Linked DNA regions of Mus musculus: regions 2, 3, 4 and 5 are each linked to region 1. The links are chromatin contacts, called in public Hi-C, HiCAR-type and promoter capture Hi-C maps. All regions are on one chromosome and are shown on one strand. Each heading gives the region's core, a stretch centred on a gene start, on an enhancer-like site or on the middle of the called end of the contact. The rest is flanking DNA. Distances are from core to core; before and after follow the strand shown. Region 1 holds the start of Cenpw (centromere protein W). Region 2 holds the start of Echdc1 (enoyl Coenzyme A hydratase domain containing 1). Region 3 overlaps Echdc1 (enoyl Coenzyme A hydratase domain containing 1). Region 4 holds the start of Hey2 (hairy/enhancer-of-split related with YRPW motif 2). Region 5 overlaps Ncoa7 (nuclear receptor coactivator 7).

Region 1 (2,708 bases), core at 61-2,560:
GGACAGAAAATGGAAACTAAGCTACTTGAGAAAGGCCTGACAATCCCTTGAATCAGCTAGTGAGCTCCTGGATATTCCTCATCAGGTGGGTTTTGTTCTCTGTTAGACTCCAGGGAAAACAGAAGAAACTATCAAAAGTGTATTCCACGGAAATCCCAGCTCACTTACGCTATCTCAACCACTAAGGAGTCAGGGATGTGGAAAAAAACAGCAATGGAGAGAGAGAGAGAGAGAGAGAGAGAGAGAGAGAGAGAGAGAGAGAGAGAGAGAGAGAGAGAGAATGTAGATAATTTTGTAGTAGTCAAGAAAACCAGTATCTGGAGATGGCTCAGTGGTTAAGAGCTCTGCATCCCTTGTCAGGCACTTGGGAGGCAAAGGCAGGGATGAAGGTTGGGGGCCGGGGTGTCTCTGTGAGTTCCAGCCTAGTCTACAAACTGAATTCCAGGACTTCCCCGGGCAGGTACAGAGAAACTCTGCCTTGAAAATCAACATACTGAGAGTGTTAGTGGTGGTGGCAGAGGTAGGCCGATCTTTGAGTTCGAAGCCAGCCTTGTCTACACATCAAGTTCCAGGGTAACCAGGGCTACACAGACAAACCCTGTCTTGAAAAAAAAACAAAACGAAACCAAAGTAAAACAAAACAACACCCCCCCCCCCAAAAAAAAGGGCAGAAAACAAACTGATTTTACTTTCAGGCTGTAACATTGTTATTTATTTTTGGGCCAATTAATTAGTGGAAAGCACTATATTTCAGGTAAACACGAGTCTGAAAAACGAGTCTTGAAAGTTTTAAAGACTTGACGCCACATCTACACGATCACTTTAGTAGGGGACCTAGTGCAGCGGCCATAGAGAAATGGGTTCGGTAAGAACATACAGGAGCTGGGGAGGCAGGCAGGGGCCCAAATCTGTTTCTAGCCGGTTTACCTTCCATACCCGGATCAATTAAACTAATCCCAGAGCCAGGCAGTCTCCTTAACGGCTGGCCCTGGAAGCAATAAGGGGGGGTGCGGGGCCTTCCCGCGGGAGTTTTGAACGGGCTCCGCGTCCTCCTTCCGCGGTCCCCCGGGGCAGGGCGCTCCGCGGCCGGTCGTGGCCGGCGGGCCTGAAGGCGGAGAGAGCAGGACTTACCAGGAGGTCGCAGCACCTCCCCAGACCTAGGTGAGGCTTCTTCTGCTTTAAGGTGCGCTTGAGGAAGGCGCGGGGCGCCTTGCGCTTTACCCGCCTAGTGACTGTGGTGGAGGGCGCCATCCTCGCGGCCCGTCGCACGTCAGGGCCGCTCACCACAGACTGACACGCCACTTGCCTCCCCACACCGCCGAGTGGTCGATTTGAATTGGCCGCCGGACGGCGCACGGCTGTGACGTCACTGAAAACCACACCCACCGCAGCACCGGAAGCGCAGGCTGGAGGATGGACTCCTCAGGAAAAGGGTGTGTCCTGCGAACCCACTGCTTCAAGGTCTCTAAGGCTTGCTTTGCTGTTTTTGTCTGTAGTTTTCTATGGTGCTGTAGTTCGACTCTTGGTTCCATACAAAGGATGAGAAATTGTGAAAATAGTCAATAAGCCCAGTAAAACCCTTCTGTGCTCACCAAGCTATCCATATAGCAACTGGATTCTAATGAATAAGAAAGTAAATGAAAGAAGTTTGTGTTTTATTAGGAACTTAGGCCCGATTTTTTGATATTACCAATAAGCAATGTATATTTTTATATTATTGCATTTGGCTTTGCATGAGATTCTTTTTTTCTTACACCAGATTTTCCTCACAAATGCTCTCCCTTCATTGTTCCCTCCCTTAATTTCCCTATAGCTTTCAAATATACTTTCTTTTTCTTTTATTGAAAATAGATTTCTTTTTCATAAGCTGTATTCTGATTGCAATTTCCCCTCTCCTACCAGCTCCAAAATGCTCCGAATTTCTGTTCCTATTCACATCAATACCCTTTCAGTCTCTCCTCAGAAAACAAAACGGGATCTAACAAATAGTAATAAAATAAAATAACAAAGCAAAAACAATCACAAGAGGGAAAAAAAACAGAAGAAAAAGAGCCAAGGAAAAACCACAAGAAAGCATTTAGAGGCAGAAGCACACATTTGAGCACCTAAGCATTCAATAAAAATCACAAAAGCAGAAGCAATATTATATATTCTTTTTTGCCATATAATCTTATATTTATTTTCATTCATATAGTAATGAGGCTACTGCAAGCCAATTCAGATATTGTCTTTAAAATACTGTGGTGTCAAAAAAAATAAGCCTACAAAATGCAATGTCTGTTCTTGTGTGTACACTGCATCCCCAGCTAAATACCTGTGTGCCAATTAAATGGTATTAAGAGATATGGAAGAAATTGATCCTATTAAAAGATTTTATCAAGAAGTTTATAATTCTTCAAAGTTTCAGAGGCTCATCAGACAGGAAAGACATAAATGTTGCTGGCGCTTGCATTTAAATCTCCAGGTCAAAACCACAGTCATTTTCCCCATGAACACATCATTTTAGGTCTTTCTTGACTTCTTCTGTCAGATTCCTAGGACATTCATTCTATCAAAAATGTTCTCTTTTTTTTTTTTTTTGCCTTTTTTTATTAGATATTTTCTTTATTTACATTTCAAATGCTATCCCTAAAGTTCCCTATACCTTCCCTCTGCCCTGCTTCCCTACTCACCCATTTCCACTTCTTGGCCCTGGCATTCCCCTGTAC
Region 2 (2,708 bases), core at 67-2,566, 890 kb before region 1:
TTAGCTTAATAGTCATTTGCTACCACCTCTCTGTGACCTAACAATTTAATGGTCCCTGGGTAAGTCTTTTGGAACAGACAAACTAATAGCTTCCACCAGTAGAACTGCTAAGGATGCGGTCAACTATAATTTGAGAGCTACAGATTCTGAGACCTAAGATCTGAGACTTAAAATCTCCTTGTTCCTTTCACCCCATGCTTTCACATTCCCATCAGTGTATTTGGAAAATAATTTTTGTTGGTCTGTTACCCTAACACCTTCATATTGGAACAAAGAACTGGGGATAACCCAAACCTCACTTATATTTGGCTTTAGAATAAACTCTCTGCCTTTTGAAAAATACTAGAATTAAACACTTCTAGTAACGATTTCTTCCTACCAGTTCAGCTAACCTAGGCTTATTAATTCTTCCTTATTAAACACACCTTTGTATTATAAACTGGTCACCATTTCTGCCCTACTGCTTTGCCACATTATATCCATCCCACCAGAAAACATGTTTTTATTTCTTTGATCATTATGTATGATAACTGCAGAAGTCTATGAACACCAGAGTGCCATCCAAAGCAAGGTACAGAGCTGACAAAACTGACCCCCTCTGGACACCCATCTTTCTTTTCTCCCCTTTCCTTCCGTTTTTAAAAACAAAAACATTTTGCTTCGAGTCTTTAAAGAGCACATGACATAGTCGTGTCACAAAACCTGCTAAGTATTTTTTGACAAACGATAAAATACTGCCCCCAGCAGCTCTTAAATCCAAGAAGGCTCAGCGCTCTTTAACTTTCTCTCGCCTTCTTGTCTTATCGTTCCCTTTTTTCATTTGCAGCCAATTGGGGTACGAAGTATTTGGGTGGCCTCCTTTCCCTTGTCTGAACCCTAAACCAAGGAGATGTCAACCACGGAAAAAAACCTGAGCTCCCTGCTCTAGCTTACAGCAGTTGAGGTGAAAGTTCCAGACATGAAGAGTCTGATGGGGAGGGGCGGGACTTCCGGGTCGCCAGAGTTCCTTCAGCTAACTCAGGAGCTCTGGCCAAAGGATCCCGGGGAGCATACCAGGAGCGGAAACAGGCCCGGAGCGGTGTGGAAGCCGGAAGAGGCTCGCGCGCAGCGGAAGGTGGGGTGCGGGAAGAGGGTCTCAGGACACGGAAGCGCAAGTCAGAGCCAGGGGCTGCGGGCCGGCGGTAAGGCTGCGGCCAAGTGACAGGCCGCGGAGATGTCCCCTCCCCCTCGCCCCCTCGCCCCCCGCACCCTGGCCAGCGCGCTGTGGCGTGATTGGGTGGCGCGCCTTTGCGGGCCAATGCAGAGCGAGGGGGCGCGCGGCTGCGCACACGCTCACCGCGCAGGCGCACTGCCCTCTGCTGGCTCTGCACCGCAGCGCAGGCGCCGCCGCGCAGGTGGGCTCGTGAGTTCCTGCAGGTCTCTGGGAAATCCTGAGGCGTTGCAGAGAACGTGGGAAAATCCGCTAAATTGGCAGTTTCAAAGGATGAGAAGGTGTGAGGTCAATTCTAAGCCGATTTCTGAATATTTTGGAATCCCTTGTGAGAACCGAGGTAATGTTCCGTGGGATCTCTACCTGTGAGCTAAATGATCTTGCTTATTTCAAACTTTTCCTACATCTTTGTTTCGTGAAGCCAACTTTTTCAACAAGAAGAGCAACCCAACTTTGATGGGAGCAATTAAAGTTATCCTATTCTGTCTCCACTTTTATCAAATCTCAAGGAGTTATGAACACCTCACTAAGGACATCACCACACGTTAGCATTTCTTAATTTCCTAACTTCCACATCGGATTCTCTAACTTGTTATTGTTTCTTGTTCTCCGTGCTAGAGATGTGACCAAGACTGATCAAAGAGTTAGTTTGAAGAAATAGCTCCCTCATAGGAGCCTGACAGGTTAAAAAAAAAAAAAAAAAAGTGAAATCTTGGGGAGGGAAGAGGAAGATGGCAACAAGACAGGCTTGTTTTGTTTGTCTTTTTGACTTGAAAACCAATTAGTTGACAGCTAGCTGAGGCGCAAAGAGGATGTGCAACAAAGTGAATTAGAAGAAACCAGCTAGATGGTGAACTAGCCATGTGTTTTAAGAAAAATCTTGGAAATCCCCGTTTGCCAGGGACTGTTCTCAACACTTCGGATGCCTTCTTGGAAACTAAATTTACTAGGACGACTTGTCAGAACTAGAAGTTAATGATAGTGTTTGATGTGACCACAGCTGTTGGTAGTGGAGATGGATTTTATGTAGTCTGGGAACTTAGAGAAGATAACTTGAAATTACTGTCAGGAAAAAAAAAAAAAACAAAAAACAACCCTGTAACAGTATATGTGCTAAGATTTGGGATGACAAAAATCAATATTTGAGGAAATAAAAGTTCTTTTCTTTGGTTTGTGTGGGGAGAGGTGTAGGTGGTGTGTAATGTGAAAACTTGAGAAACAGGTTATATATTTCATTCAAAAGTACCTTATGATTTTTCTTTGTTTACTTATGCTAATTGTTTTAAATATGGAATTATGTTAGTTTTCTAGTATAATTTAAGGACTTTTAATGGAAGAACTAGCATGTAGAATTGGAGAGGGAAACCTTTGGTCCCAGATGGCCAGAGGTGCTTTGCAGTGGCTTGGCAGTGAGCATGTTCACCTGGAATGGTCTGTTTCCTGATAGAACAGCTGCTTTGCTGTCCTACCACATGACAAAATTTAGGATTTTTGTCCT
Region 3 (2,708 bases), core at 91-2,590, 860 kb before region 1:
CACACACTGACAGGGGAGCGAGGGAGGAAGAGACAGATTTCTTCTACTTTTGAATTACAGCATGTATCTTAAAGTGGTCACATCCCTCTGCAAAATCCTAACCTGATTGAAGTTAAGATATTGGGATATTACACTTTATGTGTATTTCTTGTGTCCTGACCTTTAGATGTTATCTTTATTTTGCTTCTATGCAGTGTAGTGCCACATTGCTACATTTTTGCTTTAGTCAATCATTTAAATATATATATATAAATATTATATATATTTATATATATATACATATATATGTATGTGTGTATGTATGTATATATATAGATACATATACATATATATAATAAAAATAAATTAGCATCCAATTGTTTATATTTCCATCAGAATGAATATTTGGTTTCAGTATGTTGATTTACATTGATTGCCAACCAGACAGAATCTAGAATACTTCAAAAGACAAATCATTGGGCATACATAAATTAAATTAATTGAGGTGAGCAGATTCTCTCTGTGGGTGGCACCATTTCATGGCCTGGGGTTCTGGTCAGTATAAAAAAGGGAACGTGTGCGAAACACTAGGACTTACAGCTTTCTGTTTCCTCAGTGTCTCTGAGTGTGCAGAGCAGCCCTCCCATTTCCAATGTTATAACCTTCCTTGTCAGGAGAAAGTGTACCCTCAAAAACTGAGCCTGAATAAACCCTTCCCTCCCTCCTTCTTTCCCCTCCCTCCTTCCTCCCTCCCTTCCTTAGTTTCTTGTTAGAATTTTGACATGTCAATGAGGAGAGTAACTATCACAGACTACACATAGTCACTCTATGGATTTTTGTCACATATTTTTTTTAAAGTCGTAAATGAAGATGAAAGCTTCCCTAACAAGGAATTCCTTTAGCATTAGATTTATTCTGTTGAATGTTATTCACTAGTTTAGAAATGAAGTTTTGATAAGGCAGTCTAATAACACAAATGTCCTGTTTCATTTGTTACACAATCAGAACCTAGGAACCCATGACTCGGCCAAAGGTGGGCACCTGGCAACACCACTGGAGCCCCCACTTAACCATTTTAGTAACAACCTCTCATTTCCACACAGCATTAAAATGCGCTTACTCACATAGGGTGATAGACATAAGCAAACTCATGAATAAGAAAATTTTTGTTTTTCATTTGATAATTAAGGACTTGTTTCAGTTAACAGTTTTTTTGCCTTTTTTTTTTAACTCAGAAACTTTAAAGTTGTTTTGATGTAGGAGACAATTTATCAAGATCTGAACCTCTTTGAAAACCAGTATAAGGGAATGGATTCATAGATGCAATGGAAAAAAGAGGTCATTTCATGCTCTAGCGCCCTCTGCTGTTCTGACTTCAGACTGCATTACGGGCCTCTGTTTTGTTCTTTGAGGAAATAAGTCACATGGCTTTGAGTGATGTGAAATTAAGTTAAATAGGAAAAGCTTTGTTTTTAACTTGATTAGATGTTTCCCTTATTTTATCCAGAGATAGAAGTATTTAGAGAGTATAGAAATCAAATATGTAATTATATAAAAATAAAACATTTAAAGAGTTTTAAGCTATATGCAAACAGGTACTAATACACTTAATGCTCTTCCATAGGACCACAAGTTAAGACGTTAGAGGTTCATTGATAAAAACAAAAATCTTTTGATGTTTTATCTGGTGTTCTTCTTCAAGTGTTTACTAGATCTTTGTATAATCTTTCATATTAATTTGCCTCTCCATAATTTGGAATACTTAGGATTTAGAATGAAAGAAAAAAATATCAGAGAAGACCATCAGAGACTTAATCATTGACATACTGTGTTATTCTGGAGTTTAGCATATTATGGATCTTACTGAATATTTGTTATGATATACATGATTATATCTTTATTATCAGATACATGCAGAAACATACCTGATAGGTTTTTAAAAGTTTTCCAGTGAAAGCATGGCCACTTTTATGGAAATGATGGCATAGTTAGTTCAACATTTTTAGGCACCTTTATAAGCCAGATATAGCCATCTACAAAATATTCATGTCTTTGGTTTCTAAATTTTTTCTAGTAGTATGTATTTGTAATTTGCTAAAGAATTTACCCACAGCTAATTATTACCCACATCAGAATTTTGCATCTTTTGTTACAAATTACTTGTAGTCAAAATACAACCTAAAAATATTAAATATAAAGGAACGGGAGTAAATCCTTTCTAATTCAGATTGCATGCTCTTGTGAGTGGCCTGGTGAAAGCTCATGCCATTCAACTTCGTCTGCTTAGAGGTGAGCTATCCCTTTGAACTGTGCAGTGCTGACACCTGCCCATTAGTCATTAGTAGTTATCTAGGTTATCAGAGAGCCTCCGTCATGGTATCACATGGACTTATATTCAATGAAATTTCTACTTTACTTAATAATTTCTATAGATTAATGATACTGGGAATCTTATTTCAGTATACAATTAAGGTTGATATATTTTATTACTGGTCTTAATTTTTAGCTGTATTTCATTAGATCAACCTTCCTGTTGGTGTATATGTTTAGGGAAGTTATATAAGGATCTGATACTAGGTGTGTTACCTTTTGTAGAAAAATGGGAGATAATAAAACAATTTTTGTTTAAGTGAAGAAAAAATATGATTCTTACCATAGAATTTTGAAAATCATCACCCTGGATTTCTGAGCCCTATTAATTCCACATCCCAAGAGCAGCTATAGTGTTA
Region 4 (2,708 bases), core at 83-2,582, 640 kb after region 1:
GCTTTAACTTTGAAAATGAAACTGTGCCACCAGCCTTAAAACCAAGCTGATATCTCGAGAAGCTGCAATTCACCTTGAGTTTACTAAAAGGTATTTTTAGACTGCAAGGTTCAATCAAGTGATTATTTGGTGGTGTAGTTGGTCCATTAATGTATACTCTCCTAGGACTTTCTGTCACTTTGAAATTCACAGGTACTATGCTTCTTTAGTGTCTTAAACTCTCCAGGTCCTCTCTAGTTTTGAGAAGTTCTATTACCACCCCTTCGGCTCACTTCTGGGTCTTAATTCGAAATCAACTGACTCCTTCCTCACCCCTTCTAGTGACAGCCTACGGTTTCATTTTTTTTTTTAATACTTTAACAATGAGAGAGTTGGTAAACTGTCTCATAAGCATCGTTTTTGCTTTAGCTATTTTTCCGGCTTTGATTTCTACGTCTTAAAATAAGCCCGTGAAATAAATCCAGTTTTCTATATGCGGGAAGGATTTCACTCTTTGAGTGACAGCTGCAAATAAATAAATAAGGTGCTTCTGGGCAAGCCAATTAGAAGCAATTATCATTTGACCCCCCCCCGCCTCTAAAATGGTTGGGTAATCTTGCTGTCACAGGAAACAGGAGGTCTGTCTTCTGTGATCAGAACCTTGATCTCCTGGAGACTAAAGGACAAGCAGGCAAAGCAATGCTGTCTCATCTGCTCCTTATATCTGTCACTCATGGGTGGGTCAGCCAGATCACCCTCTGTCGACCTGCGCAGCTCAGCCTGTTTAGCTCAGATGCTTTACCTCCTCAAAAACTCAAGTCGCGATCCCAGTTTCTCTCAAAACAGAAATCCAGTTGTTTTTCTTTTCTCCTGACCTATTTTGGAACTGTCCCTAAATACAGTTCCAGTACCGGGGGCGTCGCCCGGACGTGCCAGTATGCGTGTCCTGTGCTGACAGCCCTGGACCCTCCCTCGCCATCTCCTGCACGCTCCAGTCCAGCTCCCTTCCAGTCGCTCCCACGCCTAGTGTGAACTCCATCTCTCGCCCCACCCGACTCTAGCACCCGCTTCCCGGGGAAAACGGTCTCCTCTCCACCCGAAGCTCCCCGGACACCCTCCCGCTTTTCCGCGCTCACCCAGGGTAATTGTTCTCGCTCCCCACGTCGATGGTCTCGTCCAGGTCGCTTTCGGAGGTCGTTTCCTCACAAGGGCGCTTCATCGCGACGAAGGAGGAGCAGCTACTGTCGCCTAGCGGAACGCAGCGCGCTCCCCGCGGGCTTCCTCCCTCCCTCCCTGCCCGGCTTCTGCAGGCGCCGCTCCCTCGGCGGCGCGGTCGGCTCCTGGAGGTTCTTTCCCACGCTGCAGCCCAGCCAGGGCGCAAGACCCGGTACTGGCCACGCCCCCCAGCGCGGGCGGGGCCCCTCCGCTTCTTCGTGTGCCCGCCCTGGCCACTCTCCAGGCCCCGCCTCCCTGGGACGGTGTGGCTTTCTATTGGTTAATATGGAGGGGCGGACCCGCGCTGGCCAATGGCTGCCGAGAGGCGTTGGCAGAGGCGTGGGAATGCCACCGCGCACCTGGGAGCCGGGAGTGGAGCGCTGGGGTTGACCGCCGGCGGCGGGAGCGGGCGCAGGCGCGAGAGCGCATGGGGCGGGCGTGTCGGGCGAGGGCTCCTGGGTTTTGGGCCATCACCTGCAAGCCGTGATCTCTCCCGCCGAGTTTCTACCCTCGGTTTAAAGAATAACCGCTAGCGCGTGGCTGAGTGCGAGTGAGCGTGTGTGACGTCTAGGGTGGGAGTGCTAGGCTCGGCGACCCACCCCTCTGGGCTGTCCCTCTTCTGGATCAAGCTGCTGAGTGGCTGACCGGAGCGGTCATGTTGACCCTCAGGGGATTTTGAAAGCTTTAAGTCAAAGTTTTTTTTTTTTTTTTTTCACCCTGCCAGCTCCCCAGCCTCTAGGTTGTGGTCAGATAAAGGACGCCCGCTCACCGGTCCAGGTGCCTAACTGCAGGAGGTTGTCCCCGTGCATTGTTGGATTAGTCACCTCTGGTTACTTCCTTTGTATCTCTGGACACAGAAACTGGAGGGAGGGGGTGTAACTATCTCGGTAAATGGCAGGCTTGAGTGGTCTTCCTACTGATGGGAAGAGGGATTGTAGGACACAAATCTGAGTAGGTTTTCGAGTTCAAAGTTCTCGGATTTGGATTATCCAAATTAAATGTCCCAGTCATCCCTCCAGTTTCTCCGGTGTGTGCAGCCACGGAGTTCTTTAGCATCCGGGGAGAGGATTTGTATTTACTTGTACACTGTATTTGTTTTGTAAAGTTTGCCCAGATCGCTAGTTCTTAGTGCACGTACAGCATGGATTGTGTAAACTCCAGGTGTGGTGTTCAGACTCCGTTTTTAAGTCTCTGTCTCTCTCTGCATACTGTGGGGATTTTTTAGCAGGCTCTGCCGACTTTTCCGCGCGCTCAGGAAGTGAGCAAGACAGTCTCGGGGAGTCTGGCGTGAGCTAGACCATCTGGCGCTGTAGCGCTGGGTGGGTTAGTGGAGGTCTAGAGACTCCACATGGTGCTCTTTGTGCTTGGTGGAAAAAGGCCTTTGAGAAAAGAAGACATCCATCAATCACCGAGACCCTCCACCTTACACAGATAATTATCTTTCTGGAAATCTGACTAAGGCACCCTTTCCAAACTCCATTCCTTGGTTACACTAGACCGGTGCAGCGGGAAAG
Region 5 (2,708 bases), core at 157-2,656, 530 kb after region 1:
ACTGTTCTTGCCAAAGCTAGCAGAACAAACTTGGTGATACTTTTAAATAATTTGTATAGCTGAATGAAACCAGCTTCCTAAAGTATAGAAAACGAGTTTTCGACACTGGCATTTATCAGAAATGGCTTTGAAAAACTTCCTCTCTGACTCTACAGTCCCTTCCCTGGTGGGGGCAATGTAGAGAGCAACACAGTGGTGTGAAACTAAAGCACACACTGGCCCCTGCAGTTAGCATCCTGAGCAAGGACTTCTACTGTTAATGGATGTTTGAGGATGAGGGAAGGCTTAACAAGGTTACTACTTCATTACTGTTTTGTGAACAGAGTCACTCCCTCGCTGGGCTTCAGATCACTCCCCTGCAGATACGCCTGCATCTAATCCCTACTGTGTTTGCAAGAATGGATGCTCACCTCTTGTGGCAGATTTGAACAGAAACATGCAATGTTATAATTCAAAATATATTAAATAGATGGGTTAGGGATACAGTTCTTTGGTATGTTGCTTCTTTAGCATCCATGAAGCTTTGAATTCAGTTCTCTGCAGTGCAAAAATAACCAGCCTAGATAGATAGATAGATAGATAGATAGATAGATAGATAGATAGATAGATAGATAGATAGATATGTATGCTGTGGCTAGTATGGAAATCAGAATCAATTCTGTGGAACAAGGGCTCTCTTCTCTTCTTCTACCCTTCATGTGGGGTCTGGGGACCAAACTCAGGTATCAGGTTTTTGAAGCTAGCACTTCTATCAAAAAGCTACCTCACTTGCCCTGATTACTAAATCTTTCAAAATTATTTAACTATTAAAAATTCAGTTGTAAAATAATACATTTTGACCCAGAGGCCAGCCAGCCAGGAGGCCCTTTCATAGCAGGAGCCACTGCAATATACAAGTATGTGGTGGAGAGACCAGAGAGAAACGAGAAGCCAAATGGTTTGGCCATTATAAAGAGAATTGGAGATAGGAGGGTGGAGGGTGCAGAGGAATAGCCTGATGTGAGCAGTTTGAGGTCATGAAGTCCCAGCCTGTGCTGCCAGTGAGGGCCATGTCTGGGTTGGTGGCCATGCAGCAGCAGGGATCTGTGTTGATGTCCATGTCTCCTATTAACAATAAAGATCACGTGGATATCCCTGGTCTGGACTACCTCCTGGGACCATATTGATATCCAGGGGCTGTGCAGAGCTGGCCTCACTCTTTGCTGGCTTCAACACTTAAGAAAGTGGGCCCTGTACTTCAACTTGGAAGCACAGTAGAGCTGGCTCTGATGGTGTGGGTGAGGGGAATCCAGCCCCATGGGCATGAGAGCAGGAGAGCTGGTCTTGCCCCTTTCCAGATATGGCATTAGGTGAGCCTGGGCAGTGCTGGAGAGTTTACCCTGGTGGTGTGGGTATGGGAGAGCTGATGTAAGACTCTGGTGAGCCTTAGCTCACCGGAGAACCCCCACCCCCACCCCCAGTGAACAACTCCTGGGGAATCTATGCAAAACCAAGAGGAATTTTTGTTGTTCCAGCATGGTGGGGTCGCCCTACAAAGGAAGGAGAGAGAGAACGACCCTCACAAAGGTGAGTTTTTAATACAGTTTTCAGAGCAGCAGCCATTAGGCACAATGTGGTTGGCAGAGAAGTGTGACTTTTAAATTGATTGGTCTTTAGGGAATGAGGTGGCATGGACTTCCCTTGTCTGTAGGTGGCCAAAGGTTGAGGAATGTGTCTATGTGCTCTGGGCCTCCCCCACCAGCAGGTGGCAGATGGTTGGTCCACTCCCTGTGGTCTGAGGAATGTAATTAGCCTTTCCCTTCTGGAGGGGAAGGGTCTGGTGGAATTTTCCAAAGTTCCTGAGCTGACCTCTTCACTGATAGGCTGACCAACAAAGCTACTACCCAGGCCCAGATTAGGGGCTTTGGGCTGGCCTGCCCTAACATCTACCTCATCTATGAACTGAGTGTGTGAAAGGGTCGGTCTTACAGATCCAAAGCTGCAGGATTTCCATGGCACAGGACAACAACAAGATCTCTAAGATGAGTCACAGTGAGGATCCAGTATTGATAGTGTAGCAGAAGCCAGGTCCTCTAACCACACCAATGACTCATGGCAATGAGCATTTGCAAGGAAAGCTGAGTGGACACACAGTGACACACTACAGCTACCATAACCGGATGTTTTCTTATGTTTTAAATTTTATTCTTTTTGCTTTTTACTTTCTTGTGGGAGAAGGAAAGGAGGTGGCAAGGGCAGATACAAAGGGATGGGGAGATGAGTGGGACTGGGGTGCATGATGTGAAGCTCAGAAATTTTCAATAAAAAGTTAGTATAAAAATAATACATTTCAAGTGCTTAATGGACTTACGCTAGTAGTAATATGGGACAAAACATAGAACAATCCTCCCATTGCTGGCAGCTCTGATCATAGCTACTGCAGCCCTACTGGCAGAGGTTAGCCAAGAAGGGAAGATGAGAATTGTATTCAAAGCCCAATGAGTACATGCCTGGGCTATGTCTACAGGCTACATGAACACATACATACTCATGGGAGTGAGTTTACAAAATAAATAAATAAATAAATAAATAAGTAAATAAAGTTAATAAGGACAGAGAGAAGAGAGCGAGAATTTTTTCATTGTATTTTCTTTTTCTGGTTTTAAATTTTTATACCGTGCATAAGAGGTATCTAAATTTTTAAATATTTATAGAAGTCTTGAAGAGTT

What was found. Promoter capture Hi-C pulls out the DNA fragments that hold promoters and counts their contacts. Hi-C and Micro-C count contacts between places; a contact is called where the count stands out from the background. HiCAR-type assays count read pairs that join an accessible place to other places.
Region 2: a contact with region 1 is called in a promoter capture Hi-C map of pre-B cells. The contact joins the promoter of Echdc1 here to the promoter of Cenpw in region 1. A contact is called at or near these places in 3 of 39 promoter capture datasets (maxillary cranial neural crest, neural stem cells and pre-B cells) and 1 of 115 datasets of contacts at active chromatin or transcription factors (pro-B cells).
Region 3: a Hi-C map of B cells shows a contact between it and region 1, with 6 read pairs. The contact joins the enhancer-like site here to the promoter of Cenpw in region 1. A contact is called at or near these places in 8 of 39 promoter capture datasets (the 3T3-L1 cell line, the C10 cell line, hippocampal neurons and 3 more), 1 of 484 Hi-C or Micro-C datasets (B cells) and 1 of 9 other capture datasets (pancreatic islet).
Region 4: a contact with region 1 is called in a Hi-C map of B cells, with 14 read pairs. The contact joins the promoter of Hey2 here to the promoter of Cenpw in region 1. A contact is called at or near these places in 1 of 39 promoter capture datasets (pre-B cells), 1 of 484 Hi-C or Micro-C datasets (B cells), 1 of 115 datasets of contacts at active chromatin or transcription factors (bone marrow-derived macrophages) and 1 of 9 other capture datasets (liver).
Region 5: a contact with region 1 is called in a HiCAR-type map of embryonic stem cells, with 3 times the contacts expected there. The contact joins the enhancer-like site here to the promoter of Cenpw in region 1. A contact is called at or near these places in 4 of 39 promoter capture datasets (the C10 cell line, hematopoietic stem and progenitor cells, liver and 1 more), 1 of 115 datasets of contacts at active chromatin or transcription factors (embryonic stem cells) and 1 of 9 other capture datasets (adipose tissue).

What each region holds. Positions count from the first base shown.
Region 1 is chr10:30,199,230-30,201,937 of GRCm38.p6, forward strand. It overlaps Cenpw (centromere protein W), which reads right to left and starts at 1,311. Exons shown (of 3, transcript NM_001109747.1): 1 at 1,132-1,311. The coding sequence starts at 1,251.
Region 2 is chr10:29,312,184-29,314,891 of GRCm38.p6, forward strand. It overlaps Echdc1 (enoyl Coenzyme A hydratase domain containing 1), which reads left to right and starts at 1,317. Exons shown (of 6, transcript NM_025855.4): 1 at 1,317-1,550. The coding sequence starts at 1,484. It overlaps Gm46218 (a long non-coding RNA gene), which reads right to left and starts at 1,234. Exons shown (of 2, transcript XR_001779751.2): 1 at 1,054-1,234.
Region 3 is chr10:29,337,506-29,340,213 of GRCm38.p6, forward strand. All of the region lies in intron 5 of Echdc1 (enoyl Coenzyme A hydratase domain containing 1), which reads left to right. Among named protein-coding and RNA genes, the nearest start is that of Gm25596, 11 kb to the right of the region's middle. Within about 2 kb of position 1,341, at least 2 of the 459 cell types and tissues checked have an H3K27ac peak or open chromatin away from gene starts, as enhancers often do. A contact at or near this core is called in B cells, where this site is marked.
Region 4 is chr10:30,841,451-30,844,158 of GRCm38.p6, forward strand. Hey2 (hairy/enhancer-of-split related with YRPW motif 2) reads right to left here and starts at 1,333. Exons shown (of 5, transcript NM_013904.1): 1 at 1,116-1,333. The coding sequence starts at 1,198.
Region 5 is chr10:30,727,920-30,730,627 of GRCm38.p6, forward strand. All of the region lies in intron 2 of Ncoa7 (nuclear receptor coactivator 7), which reads right to left. Among named protein-coding and RNA genes, the nearest start is that of Ncoa7, 74 kb to the right of the region's middle. Within about 2 kb of position 1,407, at least 83 of the 459 cell types and tissues checked have an H3K27ac peak or open chromatin away from gene starts, as enhancers often do. A contact at or near this core is called in embryonic stem cells, where this site is marked.